Linked DNA regions of Gasterosteus aculeatus: all the other regions are linked to region 1. The links are chromatin contacts, called in public Hi-C maps. All regions are on one chromosome and are shown on one strand. The core of a region is the stretch at or near the end of the contact, and the rest is flanking DNA. Distances in the headings are between cores, read along the strand shown.

Region 1 (2,744 bases), core at 88-2,587:
AAAGGCTTTTCAGCCCTCCAACAAAAAAGAGAAAGGGGTGTGACTCATACGGCAGCCGGCGAAGCAGGCAGGATTAAAAAGCTTGATGCTCCGGTGGCAGGTTGAGCAGAGGGTACTCGTGAATCCCAATTTCCATACAATTTGATAACACACAAAAATCAACACTCTGCATTAGATGCTATTCAGAGTTGACTGGCGTTTTGTGTTCATCAACTTGACAAAGACTATTATACCTTTGAAATAGGGAAATACTCCTTCCAAATGGATAGCTTGCTTATTTGAACACCTTTGTACATTTGTTTTCAGACCCAACATGGACAGCGGGGATCATTTTCTTGTCCGATAGAAATTGAATGCATAGTTAATATCACAGCAGGTACGAATAGAGCCAAGCAGAATTGCTGGTGGTGAAAGTTGTTTGCCCATGAAACACATCACTGACATTTGCCTCGGTTCATTCACATAAGGTCTCAAGCCTGCTGGAAGTGAGCCAGTCGGAGTAGTAAAGTGGTCTCTTAGAGGGCAAAGTTGAAGAACCAATCACACTTAAAAGCTGGCTTCCCTCAGGGATTGATGATGTATGCATGTTCATGTAAAAGCCATATTTGAAAGTGGTCTGGTGTATATTCCACGCCAATAATCCGGGGGGATTTTATACGTTGGCCGACCAGATTGGTGGATTCAATTACTAGATACATCAGTGAAATGATTGACTGGTGTCAGGCTTGGAAGAGCAACTTAATGGACTGTGGTAGAGGCAGGAAAAGAAGTGTGACATATAGTTAGTTTGGTATTAGATCTGTGTATTCTATGATCACAAAAACATGAAGTTTACCGTTGCCATTTCTAAATTCAACTTTCTTGGATTAGTATTGCAGTGCACTCAGCTCTGATGGGGAAAGGTGTTTATCATGTAATGGTATCCACAGTGGAGCCACTGCCTGGTGAAGATAACAAGCTGCTGCCTTTTTCAGATCATTTCGGTTCCAGCAGTCATAATGGCTGGTGCTCTGATTGAAGATGGGGATGGTTCGGGGACGGTTCTGGCCCCTTCATCCGCTCTCCTTTAGAGGGACAGAAGTGATTTAATGCTCAAATGACATATACACAAACGCAATTGTGTTTTTAGACTTTTCAAAAACTTTTTTTTTGAGGTCTACAAATGTTTTCCACTGTTTTTCAAATGTCTTATTTATTTTTTACTGAAAACAGTAAAAGCCCTTACATCGAGGGTCAACCGAGATAAGAACTTAAGGCAGGAAATCTAGTCCCATCTTGTATACTACTGCAACAGTAGATGTGGCTTGAAACAAAGTAAGACAACACTGCCCCCTAGGTTTAGAAAATGTGATAATATCCAGAAGAATAGAGTGAGGGAGGAGATGCCATTTCAAGTCTTACCTGCATAAGCCCATGATAAGCTACTTCTGTTATCGGAGTGTTTCATTAATGTTGATTAATGCCTTTTCCTAATTTGATACGACATTCAGATAACAAATATTCATCTGTGGCAGCATAACAAGGGAAAAAGGTTTTCATATAAAGCATAACTGCAAAAAATACTTTATGTTTATAGTTTAAAACCTTTCAATTTGAATTCAGTCAAGCTCAACGGTACATTGTCAGCACTCCGAACTGGAGCTACAGCCGTCTCCATCAAAGCCAACAGTCAGACCCATCAATAGCCCTCGACTCCAGTCTCTTTTCATTCCGTGCCTCATATGCAGCTCAACTCGTTGCGCCTGGCTGTAGCTAATCTGGCTGTGAGCAGCGTGGGCGGCATCGGGCAAGGGCACAAAGGGGCCGCCGGGTATAAAAAAAAACTGTGGGGAGACAACAGTGATTGACGGTTATAATTAGCCTGCAGAAGTCGTGCCGACGGAAGAAGGCCGAGGGGAGGAGCCGGGGTGTTTGGAGTGCGTCTAGTACACTCGGAAGCTGGCACGTTTTTATGCAAACAAGTGTCGTGCTGTATGAGCATAACATATACACTCCTACCCTGCATTTGGATATGGAAGCCCCAAGAGGAAAATGACTTAAGAACATGAGTGGGGGGAGTTTTGCCATGGTGAACTTTAAAAAAAAAAAAAGAGATATTTCTCTGTGGGCATGAATATATATTTTTTCCCCAATCATGCTCACAGTTGATATGAATAAAATCAAGTCATCGGGTGTCATGAGGGAAAATATGCCCACATATTTAATATTCATAATCATAACAACAATTTTCATCTTCTAAATCTGGACGCAACACATTTCTTCACAAAACTTGTTCTTGTAAAACGCTTCATGGCAACATGCACGGAGCACTTAAACTAAACAAAATCGTCTTAACTACATTAGCACAAAGTTAAGAAGTGCCAAAGAGGCATGGCCCTAATGGCCAACCCCGACAAGGCCTTAAAGCTACACAACTTCTAAACACGTTAATGGAGGTTTTGCACCCCGTCTCGCTCCTCTTGGCTCCTTTTATGTGGAATATCATGTCACTGTCAGCATGGCCATTAAGGCAGAACGAGGGAGAGAGAGGTGCAACTTGCTGCCAAATGGTGCAGAGAAATGAGGATTCCATCAGGCTGACAGACCCCTCACTGGCTTTCTGAAAAGGTGTCATTTTCTTTAATTTGATTGTTTTTTTTTGTGGTCAATAATATGCTTTTATTGAGCCCACCTGCGGATCCTCCTTAGTCTATCCTTTGGCAAATACACTGATGTGTACCTGCATACATATCCTTTTAGACCAG
Region 2 (2,744 bases), core at 127-2,626, 250 kb before region 1:
AGATATGCGCTGGAAAATGGATCAAATCTGTTTCATGTCAGATAGCAGCCGGCGCTTTCAAAGAGTGAATCTTTACTAAGCCACAAACAGACAGGATTTGAGTTTGAAGTAATGGCCATAGATGATCAGGAAAATACAAAAAACGCCATATTTAAATGAAGAGTGACAACTAATGATGACCTACAAATAACTTCCTAAAATCCATAAATCTATAATTTGTGGTAACTAACATTACAGTGCTATTGAGATTATTGGGACGCAAGCATAGCAAAGTGTTTTTCCTCTGCAAACAGGAAGGATTTTTCCGCAGGGCCGAGCCACCGTGTGTCTTTAATGACATGCATGGACTTAATTCAAGGAACTATGGATGATGTGTTTAAGTGCGGTGGAGATTTCACGGCAGTTAACCGCACACTGGCTGCTCATTAGTCTCCTGGTAGTTAATGGTTGTGGTGCATTTTCTAAATGCATTACGACATCTCACCGTCAAGCACGCAAATCCCAGAATATGTGCACACAAATAGCACTGACAATAGCTTATGGATGTGATTAATTACATTGTTCCTCACGGTGTAGCAAATATATATTATAAATGCCCACAAGGCAAAAGCGAGTGTTATGATGCACTCAAGTGAAACACCTGCATATGATTACAATCCCCAACAGGAGTAAAAGTGTTGTTATAAGCTGTTTGAACTGTTGATTCATATCCGGGCTCCAAATACTCATCAGATTCATGCATTTGGCTATTTGTTTAGTCAAATGGGGGTATTAAGTCGACCTTCATCCTGTGTCTTACAACCACAAGATGGCGCTGTGTATCACCATTTGCCCTCCAGGGAACTCCATCTTGGGCAGTGCGTTTCACCTCCCGTCATTACAGGGATTTTTATATGGCGTTGTAGGTTTGAATACAACATTAAATTAAAATATGCCTTTATTTCTGGCTTATTTTCACAACATTTACGGAATTTACTTTTTTTTAGAACAAATATAGTTGTCACACTTTTAGCTTATTTGAAAGAGTACATCACTTTAGAATACTAGATATTCGTCTTAAACAATGCTTATTTGAAGGTACCATTTTGGAATATGCCTAATAACAAACACACATTTTTGAAAATCTCCATCAGAACAAAAACCAGAAATGTGAAACAAAATTAGCTTTCTGTCTATAAACTTGTCCCCATAAAGCCGGCATAATAATAATAAATCTCGGGCATTGAAGAGAAATGCACGTATGTGGACACTGCAGAGACTCATAATAGTAAAATCGGATGTATTGCAATTATAGTAAAAACCAGTAGAGGGCACTACGTCAATACATAATCCTCCATCTCACAGCCACAGCTTTCAGTGGGTGTGCCTCAAGTTTTCCAGAGAGGTCCCTTATTCATAATGTCCACCCTGCGCAGTATGACGGCCGAGAGCAGCGGCAGCACAAAGGCACGTTCGTTGCCGCCGTAATGAAGTACCCGAGCCATTTGGGTGTGGAATAAAAAAAGAAAGAGCACGTGGATTAATGCCACAACGAGATTGTCACCGCTCACATTCACACACACACACACACACACACACACACACACACACACACACACACACCTCTGCGGTGCTTTTGCCTCCTTCATTTTCTCCCCTTATGTCGCTCTCACTCCATCGCTCACTCTTGCACAAAGCCAAATGGCGTCACCACCCACCACTTGTGTGCACGCACACACACACACACACACACACACACACACACACACACACACACACACACACCTTAGCGCCATCTGTCTGTGCAGCGGCCCATGTCTCTGGCACTGGGATCAGTGGAGAGCAGGAGAGTGAAAGAGAAAGTGTCTCTTGGCTCCGTAGTCATGAATCCCACTTCCTCTCCTCTTCCTCCTGCTGTGCTGTTGCCCATCAGAGGCTCTCGCGACACCACATCGGCCTCCGCTTGATGCCATTTGGAGAAATACCTGATCCTCTCTCATGGGCAAAAGGGATGGAGGACCCGTGCTCAGTGTTTTCATTGATTCCCCCCCCCCCCTCACGGTTATGAGGCCATTTCAGCCTTGTTCATTAACTACACGAGCCTCGCAAACGTTGGGCCGAGGCCGCATCTCAACAGGAGGAAAGATATACACGGCTGATTAGCACAGACCCCCTTTGAACTGGGAGGGGCAGTCTGTTCACGTGCCCCATTACTGAGGAAGAATCGGGATGTTGCTCGACGGATATCAGCACCTTTCCTGAAACAAAGCTTCCTGCTTATATTTACCCGCACGAGTTCATAGTAAGTACACAATAAAACACCATATATGAGCCAGGGAATCACAGTGTCTGCACACGGCATAATGAGAAAAATCCACAGGCTCATAGGTGATTCTGTGTCATCAAGATGTCCCTTATTTTCACTGGAGTTTCATATCCATGCAGCTTTGTAGGAAGCTTAAGTCATTTGAACAAAAATGCATTTCCTCCCTCTCACTTTCTTCCATTTAGACAGCGAGTGAAAGTGCCTTCATGACGGCGCTATATTCAACTGGAGCGATAAGAAATGGCAGCTATCAGCAGGCGCTTTGGAAGCCGCATAGAACACTTATTGTGTGTGTATATATGAAAATGGATTTATGTGGCCTATCCCTTAGCAGGCGAAGTATGTGGATGAATATGGGATGATATTTTATCATGAAATGAGTGAGGAGGTTACGGGAAGGACCAGCTGCTGCCTCAAGGTGAAAAAAGTACGATCAAAG
Region 3 (2,744 bases), core at 173-2,672, 200 kb before region 1:
TGATTTTACACCCCCCCACCATGTTTTTTCTGTACTGTTTTTGTTTGGCAGAACACTTTATCATTTGATCACTTACCATTAGAAATGATTGCTCAACTCAGCATGCCATATCAGCGGCTTCTGGCAAGCCGGGAAAACATAAATTTTATTGACTCCTGTAATTAGGGCAGATCAATAAAAGGCTGTTTATTTCACTGCTGCTCAAGACTATATTGGTTGCTGCACTTCCGTGGGTCCTGGTTTCATTGCAATCACCACATTATGAAATAAAAGCCTGATCAAAAACAGAATAAAATCTTATTTTTTATTTTATAAATAGATTTAACAGCACCAGCAAGTACTTTTTGAAATTTTGAAATATTGCATTACTTTATGGAGAAAGAGACCAACAGGCGTCCCGCTCTGCTTTTTCTTTTAGAATTTCTTGTTGTGGTGTCGTGTTGCACCATTTGTAGACGCTCCGCCAGTGATACTTATTATAATGCAGAAGGAAAACGGCCCCACGGTGAGCTGCTGTCAGGCCTCTTAAGTTGATAGCTGTGTCTCTGCACACTGCAGGAAGAATCCCTTTCTGTCAAACAACAGCTGGAGAAGACAACATGATGTGGAGGCCACGGACGAGTGAGCCATCAAACTCCGTCTCTGACAGTACTTTGGCAAGCCACGTTTCATAAGAGTCTGTCTCCGCTTTGCTTTTGTGGCGCATGAATCAATGATAATTGTGCTCTGTTCTCACTTTAATGGCAGAACTATCCGCCGTGTGGCAAGTGTATAAAAAAATAAATTTAAAAAAAGTGGAGTTGGAGGATGGATCGGGGGATACCTAGAAATTAGTGTGAATGAAATTAATCCCAGTTACCACAGGGATTATGATTCATTAGCTGGAGAAAAGAAAATCCAGTCAGAACGACTGCCAAAACCTCTCATATAAAATAAATCACGAGCAGCTATGAAACACAAGGTGACATATGCACTACACATGACTTCTGTTCACTAGAATTAAACCATCTTTTTCTATAGCTGTTGCTTTCCCAGTGGGTTGTAGAAAGCCAATACAAAAGCACGTATTTTTGCTATTATCAATTCATTTAAGCCAAACTGTATAGCGTGTTTCATAGGCAGTACAGATTTGATGGGACAAGCTACTCTAAAGCTTTCAAGCAAACCGTTTGATCAAATCAAAGCCCAAACAACCTTATCCCCAGCTCCATCACGGCCTAATTCCATTCCAAACCAAGCTCCCATTCTCCTTTCCTTTATCCCCTCTGAAAAGCCCAGTGATTAGAAGTAGACTTGAGGTGGACTATAACACCCCCCCCCTCCCCAACACACAAACACACACACACACACACACACACACACATACACGCGCGCCTTCCCCTTCCCTGTTCCCGACGGGACCTTCATGAATCCCCAAAGCCTCGGCCAGTTTATCAGTATCAGGGGATCAGGCCATCCGCCCCACCCCCTTCGAACGGGGAGCCCAATGTGTTCCTCGGCCTCCGGTGTAATCTCTTTGGCTGTTGACAGATCTAGCGACAGGTCAGCTGTGATAACAGGATCACTCAGGTGGAGACAGGGGAGGGGACCGCTAAAGAAAAGGAGCGAAGCTTAAAAAGAAATTACAGAGAAACGTGGCCGAGTGCGAGCAGGGTTTTGCCGGTGAAGTGGAGCAGGCAGTTGAGATAAGGAAGAATATATTTATTAATCAGAAACTATTTTAATAATTCATATGAAGTCATAAGCACAAATGCTAAACATTTGTTGGATAGCGCTTCAAAAATGTTCTGGTTTTCACTCTTATCAAATGAATATATTCAAATCAACTAAACAATTAATCAAAGCACGGTAATAATAAATATTGTTAAGAGTTAATACGATTTATTATGTCTCAACTTTTCCAGGTGAAATTGTAGAAAATCCAGGCTTTGGGTGCCCACGGATCCCCATTTGACATGCCTGGATGCCTGACGGAGCAGAGGGGCAACCTGACAAGGCAGCATCGGTCTGTCTTCCCCTGTCTGCCTCTTGCAGTATCCACTAGCACTCTGACCTTGTGTCTTATTAAAATTGCTATTCCCCAAAGAGAAAGAAAAAAAAATCCAGCATTAGACATAAATAGTGGAAAGGTGAGAGGCCATGCAAAATCGAGGAGCTACAGTGGCAATTATACGCTTGGGCATCCAGTTGACATGGAGCAACAAACACATCAGCCATTACTCACACCACATACACAAAGTTTTACAAACATATTGCATTTGCATGTGCACACGAGCAGTGGCGGGCTCTCCTTCTACTCTCTTTTTGTAACTCTCTTGCGCTCTAACGCACACACGCTGAGAAGCAGCATGGTAGGCAGTGACACAAAGCTAATGCCTTGTCACACAGGCTGTCAGCAGATTAGCCAGTGGATTACACCCCAGCCATTAGATGTGCACAGAGCGAAAGGCCACAAAAATGGCAGAGAGAGTGAGGAGGAGAGGACGGAGTGCCAGACCGGCTGTAATGAAGCACACATTCTGGCAGAGGGGCACAAGAAAAATGAATGGTGGACAGCTTAAAGGAGAGGAAAGGAAAAATAATAAAGGCTGGTTAAGTAGTGCAAAGACAGAAGTCCAAGTGACAAAAAGGTCAAGGGTCAAGAGAATTTACCGTTGTAACACGTAAATGGTAAAAACAATGGTAAAGGGAGATAAACTGAGGAAAGCAGAGAGCGTGAGAGGAAGGCGGCATGAGGCTGCAAC

Evidence for each region. Hi-C and Micro-C count contacts between places; a contact is called where the count stands out from the background.
Region 2: a contact with region 1 is called in a Hi-C map of skeletal muscle, with 5 times the contacts expected there. The contact joins two enhancer-like sites. A contact is called at or near these places in 2 of 6 Hi-C or Micro-C datasets (skeletal muscle and whole body).
Region 3: a Hi-C map of skeletal muscle shows a contact between it and region 1, with 9 times the contacts expected there. The contact joins two enhancer-like sites. A contact is called at or near these places in 4 of 6 Hi-C or Micro-C datasets (liver, skeletal muscle, tail fin and 1 more).

Annotation. Positions count from the first base shown.
Region 1 is chr7:7,062,449-7,065,192 of fGasAcu3.hap1.1, forward strand. No RefSeq gene overlaps it. Among protein-coding and RNA genes, the nearest start is that of LOC144410314, 42 kb to the right of the region's middle. Within about 2 kb of position 1,338, at least 1 of the 9 cell types and tissues checked has open chromatin away from gene starts, as enhancers often do.
Region 2 is chr7:6,811,870-6,814,613 of fGasAcu3.hap1.1, forward strand. All of the region lies in intron 6 of ptprda (protein tyrosine phosphatase receptor type Da), which reads left to right. Among protein-coding and RNA genes, the nearest start is that of ptprda, 110 kb to the left of the region's middle. Within about 2 kb of position 1,377, at least 2 of the 9 cell types and tissues checked have open chromatin away from gene starts, as enhancers often do.
Region 3 is chr7:6,865,884-6,868,627 of fGasAcu3.hap1.1, forward strand. The region is part of intron 9 of ptprda (protein tyrosine phosphatase receptor type Da); the gene reads left to right. Among protein-coding and RNA genes, the nearest start is that of ptprda, 170 kb to the left of the region's middle. Within about 2 kb of position 1,423, at least 1 of the 9 cell types and tissues checked has open chromatin away from gene starts, as enhancers often do.